Regions from separate parts of the Mus musculus genome. Here region 1 is linked to region 2. Evidence: chromatin contacts called from public HiChIP or PLAC-seq data. All regions are on one chromosome and are shown on one strand. The core of a region is the stretch at or near the end of the contact, and the rest is flanking DNA. Distances in the headings are between cores, read along the strand shown.

Region 1 (4,480 bases), core at 1,308-3,807, 550 kb after region 2:
ACTGCATTAATACAAGGTGTTCCAGTCCCAATAGCAGCACATGGCTCACTTCGAAGCAGTGGATGTTGTAAAGCAATGTCTGGTTATCAAATTTCTTTTAATGACTTATCATTGAAAGCATGGTAATCAGCCCAAAGTGTCAACCACCCCACAGGTTGTCACACTGTAGACTCACAGAAGATTCAAGTCCCTAAGTATTCACTGTGACTACCTACGCTGGCCCAGCAGAGGTGTAAGAAATTCCTTAGAGTACATTGGTCTCTACTCAACACTGAGAAAATATGGAAAGAATGAATTAGAATAAGGAAACAATCTGTATTTACTGTTAACAATTGCCCTATATTTTCTCTCCTTAAATTAGAAAATGGTTCTTTCTCACCTCTTTTCCCATCCTGCAATGCAACTGTAGACACTGTATTTTTGGGTCTAATAGAAGTTTAGATACCAGCTTCACAAATACCAACATTATAAGATTCAATGATTATTTTCTTCAGGAAAAAAAAAAAAACAAACAGTGGCACCCTCACTACTAGGTACACATTAGTAATACAACCCTGTACCCCTCAGCCCCATTGCACCCCACAGCTAGAGTCCAGATACTCTAGCCCTTTCCCAAAACACAGTGTGTGCATGGGACGTAGCACAATCTCACACACACTTCACTCTCTGCCTTACTTATAATACCTAAAACAACGCGTGTATCATGTATGCTTACTTTCCATATAGATACAATGTGGGTATTTCCAATTCACCATTAACTCCATGAATACAGAATCCAAAGACACAGAGGGTGACTATATTGTTACAGTCACTCCACTTTTTTTTTCTATTTTTAATAGCAAATCTCTGAAAAAGCCCAAGATCTGACAGGCATAAGAGATAGGCTTTCCTTGCTTTCTGATTTCTCGGTGGTTGATGCATGCACACTCTCCATCCATGAGCAAACTGCACTGACTTTCAAGCCCTGCAAATCTGATACCTGCAAAATTCTGTTCTGCTCACACGATGCTTCCTGTTCAAAAGTCACCAGGTGGGTAGGGAGACGAATGTCCATATTTAAGGTATTCCTAGCCAATTCAAAGGTAACACAACAGGCTCTGTCTAATGGAACGCTCTTAAAGTGCCTCTCCACATATATCATATATCATTTCAAAAATGAATATAGGCATCAGGAAAACAGCAAACACTGAACTTCTAAAGCTCAGGATAGGCCCCAGGGAACTGGGGTAATTCCTCTTAAATACGTTGTCAGTGGTTAAGAAAAAATATACAATGATGTCACCCTAAGAGCGAGACTGTCATAGAGAAGCTGAGGAGCACTACCCCATCTAGTTTGCAACCAATTCAATTCAGCCGGTTTCAACAGACTGGTCCAAATCACTGCCTCAAGTATTTCCACACAAAAGCCAGAAAGACATTTTCCCTTTTCTGACTTCATGTCAGAAAGCATGTGTTCACTGCTTTCTACCGTGGCAGGATGGAGAGGTGGAGGGTGTTTTAACAAATTACTGGCATTATTTTCAACTTCAGTTTTTACAGAATAAGCCATAGGAAAATAAATGTTTGCCTTCACATAGCCCCACGTGACAAGGACAGCCGAGCACAATCTGCCCCTATCCTACTGCCTTACAACTTAAGATCTTATGGATTAACGTCGACTAAATTCTCTACAGACACAGATGACAGATCCAACCTTCAGCCCTCGGGTTTTCTTCTACAAAAAAAGCACTGCATTCGGTGGAGGGGGGGTGTCATTTTGTGGCCTAGCGCCTGCCTGGAGACTGCACGAGGCCCTGGGTTGCGTTCCCAGTTTTGCCAAATTCAGATTTATATTTCAGTAATTTAATTATATCGTAAGTGAATTATAGTAAAATGAAGGCCACTACACACTGAGTTTGTGTTTTTAAAAAAATGAATAAATAAACCAGCCTGCACGGCCCACAACCATCACCGGGTGGGTGGAGGAGACCAAGTCCTCCTTTTTCGAAAGCCAATCAAGAGGAACACAATGGGTTCGGTGAGCTCTAACACTTTGGAAGCCACCACCGCACACGCGGCCCTCACCGGGGCTCGGAACCGGGCCGGGAGGGGAAAGGACCGATGATGTCATCCCTGGGTCCTCCCCGAGGATGAGGCTAGCCTCGGGCCTTTTAAAGGGGACCGTTTTTCCGCGCGCCCGAGGCCGGGGCCGCCAGCACCGCACCTGCTCCCGCCCCGGGGCCGCCCGCGCCTCCCGCCCTGCCCGGCCGCCCTCCCGCCCGGCCGCCCGGGGGAGACAATACATTTTAACGCCGTTGGCGCTGCTGCGCGGCGGTTTCTCGGGCTCGCCGGGGTGCGTGTCTCGCCGCGGCTCAGCCGGTTGCTGCTGCGAGCCGTCGTCACCCGCGGCCGCCTCGGACTTGTCGGCATCGGCCATCCCGCCGCGGGCTCCGCCTCGGCCGCGATGAGGGCTCCGAGCGCTACAATGGCGGCGGCCGGAGAAGCGGTAACGGATCGCGATTTGAAAAGGCCCCGAGCGCTCGGCGGCCGGGATCTCGCGAGAGCGGACGAGGCCCCGCGACTTGGGGAGTGAGTGGGGGCGGGGCTCCGGCGCGGCCACCTGCGGAGGGAGCGCGGGCTGCCTGGGGGGGCAGAGATGGGGGTCCTCGGGGACGGGGCCTTTGGATGAGAGGACTATGGCAGCTCCATCTCTGCGGGTGGATGCTCTACGAACCCGCCAGCGAGCACCGGTAGCTGAGGACAAGTTGACCACTTTCTTTGAGGGCTGAAGATTTTTGTAGACCTTAGCAATCAGCTAAGAGGTCGAAGTTTTTACATTCTCGGGGCAGCTATCGATTTGGACAGTCCATCATTTTCTTAAGAAAACCTGTACAAGGGGGCTGGAGGAGTTCAGCAGTTAGGATGACTTGCTGCTCTTGCCAAGGACCTGGGTTCGGTTCCCAGCACCCACATACAGGAGCTCCAACGACCTCTTCTGACTCCATAGGCGCTGGTATGTCTGTGGTGCACAGATATACATGCAGGCAAACCACACGCACACATGGAAAAAACAAATTGTTTTAAAAGAAGTCTTATACAAGACTAGCTACAAATGCATATTTTGGTTTGGATTATAGATTTTACCCCTAAATACTAAAGATTCATAAACCTGAGTGTCATGATTACACTTCACACTAAAATGGCCTTTTTCAGTTGAAAAAAAAAGCTAAGACCTCCTCAAATGTTTCCTTCTTTAAAAAAAAAGTGAACAGCATAAGGCAGACACAGTTTATTAGAGATGAGAGTCATCTACAAAATTCTGAGTTTGGCGTTCTACCCACATAGTGTCCTAAACACAACAGATACTTTTGTGTTTCTGTACTGTCACCCCTGGGGCCTAATGGTTGCAGTTAGCAGACAGGTGCTGGAATCTGGCAGAGAAAATTAGGCTTTCTCCTCGGCTGAGGCATTTCAGTTCTCCACTTCTCTTCAGGTAAAGACAGCAGTTCCTTCCCTGCAAGGTAGAGATTTAAAGAAAACACTTCATCTAGGGCCAAGTGCTACAGTATCGCAGTCTATCTCTTAAGGCTCCCATGGGGTTTCAATCAAGGAGAAACCAGATTAACCCACCCCACCCCACCTCAACCCTAGATTTCAAAGTATTCACTATTCCATGTATTCTTTTGTTACCATTGAATTTCTCCAAGGAACTCCATCTGACAGTCCTGGACTAGTAGATTCCTGCAAAAACCTTTTTCACATTTCAACACTTTTCAAGAGTTCATCGTGACCAAACCATAATAGAAGGTTCGGAAGGGACACTAGAGCTCTGCTGGAGGAGGACTTTGGGAAACAGCACTATTCAAGAGCTGTAATCGAGCTAAAAGCACAATTTAATTAAACACACACATGAGACTTACCCATACTCCAGAGTATGCCAATTTAAATATCCCATTAAAAGAGCTATTCTTAATGACTGAGCTTTGGGGGGCAGTGTCTTGGAATTTCCAACCCCAATAAGCCTATCTTAAAAAAAAAAAAAAAAACCACGTAATCCAGTTATTATAAGTATAAGATATAAGCCTAGATTGGGCAGATCTAACACTATACTAACATTCCCCAGCTATAAGACCCCTTGCTACTTGTGGTTTCTCCTGGCCACGTGGTTCTGCTCCAACATGGCTATTGTCCTCACTGTCTTCCTTCCTCCTCTCGTCCTCCCTCTTCCCTACTTGTGCCCATTCTCAGAGATCTCCCGTTCTTCCTATCCCACCACTGCCCAAAAAACGGGCTCTCGCCTTTATTGACCAGTTAAAATGGGAAGGTTCGCAGGACTTCACCTGCTGCGACTGCTCTAGGGGGCAACCCCTCTGGAGGAAGCAGAATTAACATCAGAATACAAACAGCACCAGGACAACCCACAACCAAGCAGGATTTAAACTGTGAGCCTAAGATAAATGGCTCTCTGCCTACCCTTTAGCCCCAATCTTGTGAATTCATA
Region 2 (4,576 bases), core at 1,659-4,158:
CTCAGGCATGCCCAGAGGCTCTTCTTCCAGGTAATTCAAGATCTCATCAAGTAGACAGTAGAGATTAATCATTATACTGTATAATCATTTGTACTAAACACTGGGTACCATTGAATACTGAAGTACAGAGACATGGCATAAAATGTAATTCCCTGAAAGCAGGCAGGTTTGGCTGTTCAGTTCACTGCAATGTTCCTGTTGGGACTCTAAGATTGCAGTCACATTCCAGGAGCTTAATAATAATTTGCTAAATGCATAAATGAACATTGCTTGTCTAAGCTTTTGATGTTGGCAGTTGTACAACAATAATTGAAAGTTAAATATTTATCAAACTGTAAGACATTTTAGAATGGAAATTCCCTTTAAAATTTTGCTTGGCTTGGCAGGTTTACCACGACCATTCTCACTTTTAATTATTCAGTATCTATTAATTTTAATAGAAAAAATGTGAGGAACTCCATTCATTCATTTATTCACTTGCGAATTTATTTTTAAAAATATCCACCATATGCTGTCTAGAGTCTAGACTCAATGCCACATATCAGAAACATGAATTGTATGATAAAAAACTAAGCAAAGAACGTTACTGATAAGCTGTAGAGACATGTCACTCACAAAAGAGGAAGAAGAGGAAGTAAGTATGCTCTGGCGGTCAAGAGTAAATATGGTGCTGAGAAACACACACTTCAGTTTTTAGACTTCCACTGAAGCATCCCTAAGTATGGAGGAATGTGGCCTTTCACGTCCTGAGTTAAGCTTGTGTGTCTCTAAGAGGCCACCATAAGCATTGGACACTCTTGAGAAGTGACATTTAATACAACCTTCATGGAAATTGAGTTTCTAGGAGTCGGAATCTGAGGCAATTGCTCTGAAGCTAACAGATTGTGGAGCGGTGGGAGGAGCATGAGGGAGAGCAGAAGAGGTCAGGGGAAGCTGCACCAGGCACCCCTGAGTCAGAGTGGACTTTGCAGCATCAGAGTCGGTTGCCTAGGTGAATAGGAAGTCTTTAAAAGGGACATTTAGTGATGTCTGAATGGCCAACTGAAAGGGTGAGTGGGATGTGTGGGAGGGATTTATCCTAAGATGTTTTCCTCCACACTTATCAAAGTCTGTTCCACATGGAAATGCTTCTTTTATATTCTAGGAGGGCAATGTGGAAGCCACAAAGCAAAGTCACCAGAAAAGGTGAGGTATGACTTTGTGTCTAGAGTGGTGGAAGGGCCTTGAGACTTTCAAAAGATCTGGAGACAGGTGCCACTCAGTGGCTCTGAGACTACTCACACAGATATCTAATACAACCAGAAAGAAAAATTAATCCCAGTAAGATATTCCATGTCCCATCATGGCTTTGCACCTCCAGTAGCATCCACTCATACCCCTGGGAGATCTGAAGGCCAGAGGGAAACTCAACTTGATTAGAAGCATTTGAAGTATCCTAAGGGTAAATTGGACCAGTGAAGAGGTTCCACTGAAGGATAATTGGTCTGGATTTGCAGAAGAGATAAAAAATGAAAATATAGTGGCTGTTGACTCCTAACTATGGCACAATTGGAAAGCAGGAGGTAAGATATTCCTGCAGGGTGTTAAGATATGTAAGTAACAGGTCTTTAGGTCACTTGTTCAATTATTTATATATCTGACTGGCTCTTACAAGGAGTCATATTATAAATTATTTTTAATACTTCACTAGTAAAATGATATAAGTCATTGAATTCACAAAAAGAGAAAATGCATTAAGTATTTAGATATTTTAGAAGGGTCACTTAATTATGCTCAAAACTTCTGAAAGTTTTACAATGGCTTCAGTGGATAGTAGTTTCATTCCTAGACAGGAAATATCAGTCATCTAATCATGGTCAGACCAACATCAAATACTATAAAAGAAAAAAAACCCAAGAAATTCTCCAAGAAAAGACATCTTTAAAACGTGTAACATGTGCGTAATACACACACACACACACACACACACAATGTTTGTGCATCTATCGTAGCCACTAGCATCATGGGTGAAGAAAAGGCATCATGCAACGTCACTCATTTGTGAGGCTCAGAGGCAAATCCCAGGGCTAAATCTATCCTCATCTTCCCCTCTCCCAGTGCCTCTGGTTCTCCAACCACAAATCAAATACCTCTCAGCATCACCTCGACATATGTGTCCATCCCTTTAATGAATAAGCAAATTATTGTCTTATTAACATTGTTGGTGAGCCACGCATACTTGAGCAGCTGAGCCAAGATGATTGCAAATTTAAGCTTGATGTGGACTGCATAACAGCATCCCATCTCAAATATATATTTGTGTGTTTATTTTTATGTGTATTGTGTATTTATATATTCATATATACATACATGTTATGCTGCTAATAATGACAGTTTAGATACTCATAAAGAAAGTCTTAGGCACTGAGCAAAGCTAGAAATATAAATGTTGACAGCAGCACTTTGTTCCTTCTATGGGAAAATTCTAAACACCTGTTCTACCTGCCCCCATACTAGGCACTGTATGTACCTAAGGTGATGCCTGCCTATGTCACAGTACATGGAACCCACTAATGAAGCAGTCCAATAAAGTAGCAGAGTTTAAGTGTCAAGCCAGGTGTTATGACAGGATAAACTGTGCTGGGGTGCAGAATTGTCTGAAGATGGCTTCCACACCTCCAATCAGTGACATTTACACTGTAGTCTTAAAAGAAAAAAATGACTTGGAAGTAGGAGAGAGGGGCACAGTGGAATGTTCCTGATAAAGCAGAGTATAGCATGACTTCCTAAAGGAACTGAGAGAATGTACAGTCAGCCACATAGGGGAGGTCTCTAAAATGTTAAGTGATTAGATTTTATTGTAAGAAGAAGGGGAGCTTACTGAGCAGTTTTTAAAAGGAAGTAATATGATAAGAGCCCTAGAAAGAGGAACCTGGGCACTGTTGGAAAGTAGAAGCGAGACCCAGGCAAGACAGACTGACAGCCAGGAACAAACCACAAGATGGAAGTCAAAATTTCTGGGGAAAAAACAAGTGAATTTTGTGAGTTCTGCGGGAACAGGGAAGACCCACAGCTGAGTGGCAGGGTTTCTGAACTGCATCTCCTGTCATATGATGGTGGTGTGTCTCATCATCATAGTCAAGGCAAGCAGATTATTTAGGGAGCAGAAGATAGAGGAAAGCAAATAGTGATCAAAATCTAAGATGTGCCAAATTTGATATTCCCGTTTTTGCAAGTAGAGGTGACCAAGGTAAGGCTAGTCCTAAGAGTCGTGATGGCAGTGGAGTGAAATCTAAACTCACTGAATGATCTACATATGTAAGATATGTATATGTGTGTGTGTGTGTGTGTGTGTGTGTGTGTTAATATGTATAGTGCTGTAATCAAAGCAATGGATCTGAATGAGGCTAGAGAATAGGGTTTGAAACTATAGTGAATAAATAGAGTCAGCAATCTAATAGTTCTATTGGGGGGAAATGTTAATGGTGTCTGGCGAAATACCTAGTCCTAAAATCATTATGCTCAAGTTTTTTCTGGTCAGACCAGGCTATGCATCAGACAATCTATTGGACAACATGACAGAAGCCTCACAAAAGGGATCAGGAATGAAAAGCCCAAAGACCAAGGTGAATCCAAGGGCTCTCAAAGCAAATGCGAGTGTTCAGTTATTAGAAAATCGGTCACATAAAGCTGAATTGAGAAGACTATGTATTTATGTAATCAACAGGCAATAGTAAGGCTGTGAAGGTCAGTATGTTCCTCACCACACAGGGGTTTTTCTGGGGTTGCAGAAGGCCTAGGAGGATTTGGTAGAGACAATGACAAGTTCAGACAGAGAGAAAAGAGAGTATGCCTTTAAGGTACTTTCCAGCCTTACATCTGTGATTCAGCGTGATATGTGTGAGAAACATCAGTAAGGCCAAATTACTTCCGTGGATTCCCTGAAAGATGGCATGGCACTTCTGAGTTCTTAGTGCATATACAATTTTGAGATGTAGCTGACAACCCACCCAACTGTCCCGAGTTTCCTCCCTGGAAGATCAAGACATGGCACACTATTTGCTGAGGTCCCTAAAGCTAACAGCCCATACACCTAGTAAGTATCCTTGAGTAGAATTTCTAATCACAAATTACCCATATACCTCAGCTCAGCAAATGTATCACATGCCTATCTGGTGGGCTGAAAGAACTTTTCAAAAAGGAATGAGGACTTCAGAGGAAGACAAAGAAAATGAGTCCTGCCTGGCTGTGCAAGTTGAAAAAGGTAGATCAAACCAATTCTGAGTCATGGATAAGCCATATTGAATCACTGCGTGTGTAATGGACTTTCTATTCCTTAAATGCTCACACGGGATAAGGAGCGTCTAGAAGGAAGGGGTGTGGACACAATGCCCTTCCCATGCCTCAAAACAAAAATTATGTTGGTTGTACACTGCTGGGCCTGTCAGTGATATCTGCTCACATCTCCCTTGCTCAACAGTACATTTGTATGTGGAATTTTAAACTGTGTCCTCCTTGTATTTATTTTTTTAAATTTTGTCTTCAGGGTGACAATGTGAGTCACCTTGCTTTTTGGTGATCGGTTCAGGGGAAGCTG

The links. HiChIP or PLAC-seq counts read pairs in DNA pulled down with a chosen protein or histone mark.
Region 1: an H3K4me3 HiChIP or PLAC-seq map of bone marrow-derived macrophages shows a contact between it and region 2, with 4 times the contacts expected there. The contact joins the promoter of Myef2 here to the enhancer-like site in region 2. A contact is called at or near these places in 8 of 39 promoter capture datasets (the 3T3-L1 cell line, 3T3-L1-derived adipocytes, the C10 cell line and 5 more), 2 of 115 datasets of contacts at active chromatin or transcription factors (bone marrow-derived macrophages and large pre-B cells) and 1 of 9 other capture datasets (liver).

Annotation. Positions count from the first base shown.
Region 1 is chr2:125,121,103-125,125,582 of GRCm38.p6, forward strand. It overlaps Myef2 (myelin basic protein expression factor 2, repressor), which reads right to left and starts at 2,558. Exons shown (of 16, transcript NM_010852.2): 1 at 2,283-2,558. The coding sequence starts at 2,416. Gm46759 (a long non-coding RNA gene) reads left to right here and starts at 2,542. Exons shown (of 2, transcript XR_001783448.2): 1 at 2,542-2,992; 2 at 3,687-4,480.
Region 2 is chr2:124,573,318-124,577,893 of GRCm38.p6, forward strand. It overlaps a transcript of Sema6d not described here. Among named protein-coding and RNA genes, the nearest start is that of Sema6d, 78 kb to the right of the region's middle. Within about 2 kb of position 2,909, at least 9 of the 459 cell types and tissues checked have an H3K27ac peak or open chromatin away from gene starts, as enhancers often do. A contact at or near this core is called in bone marrow-derived macrophages, where this site is marked.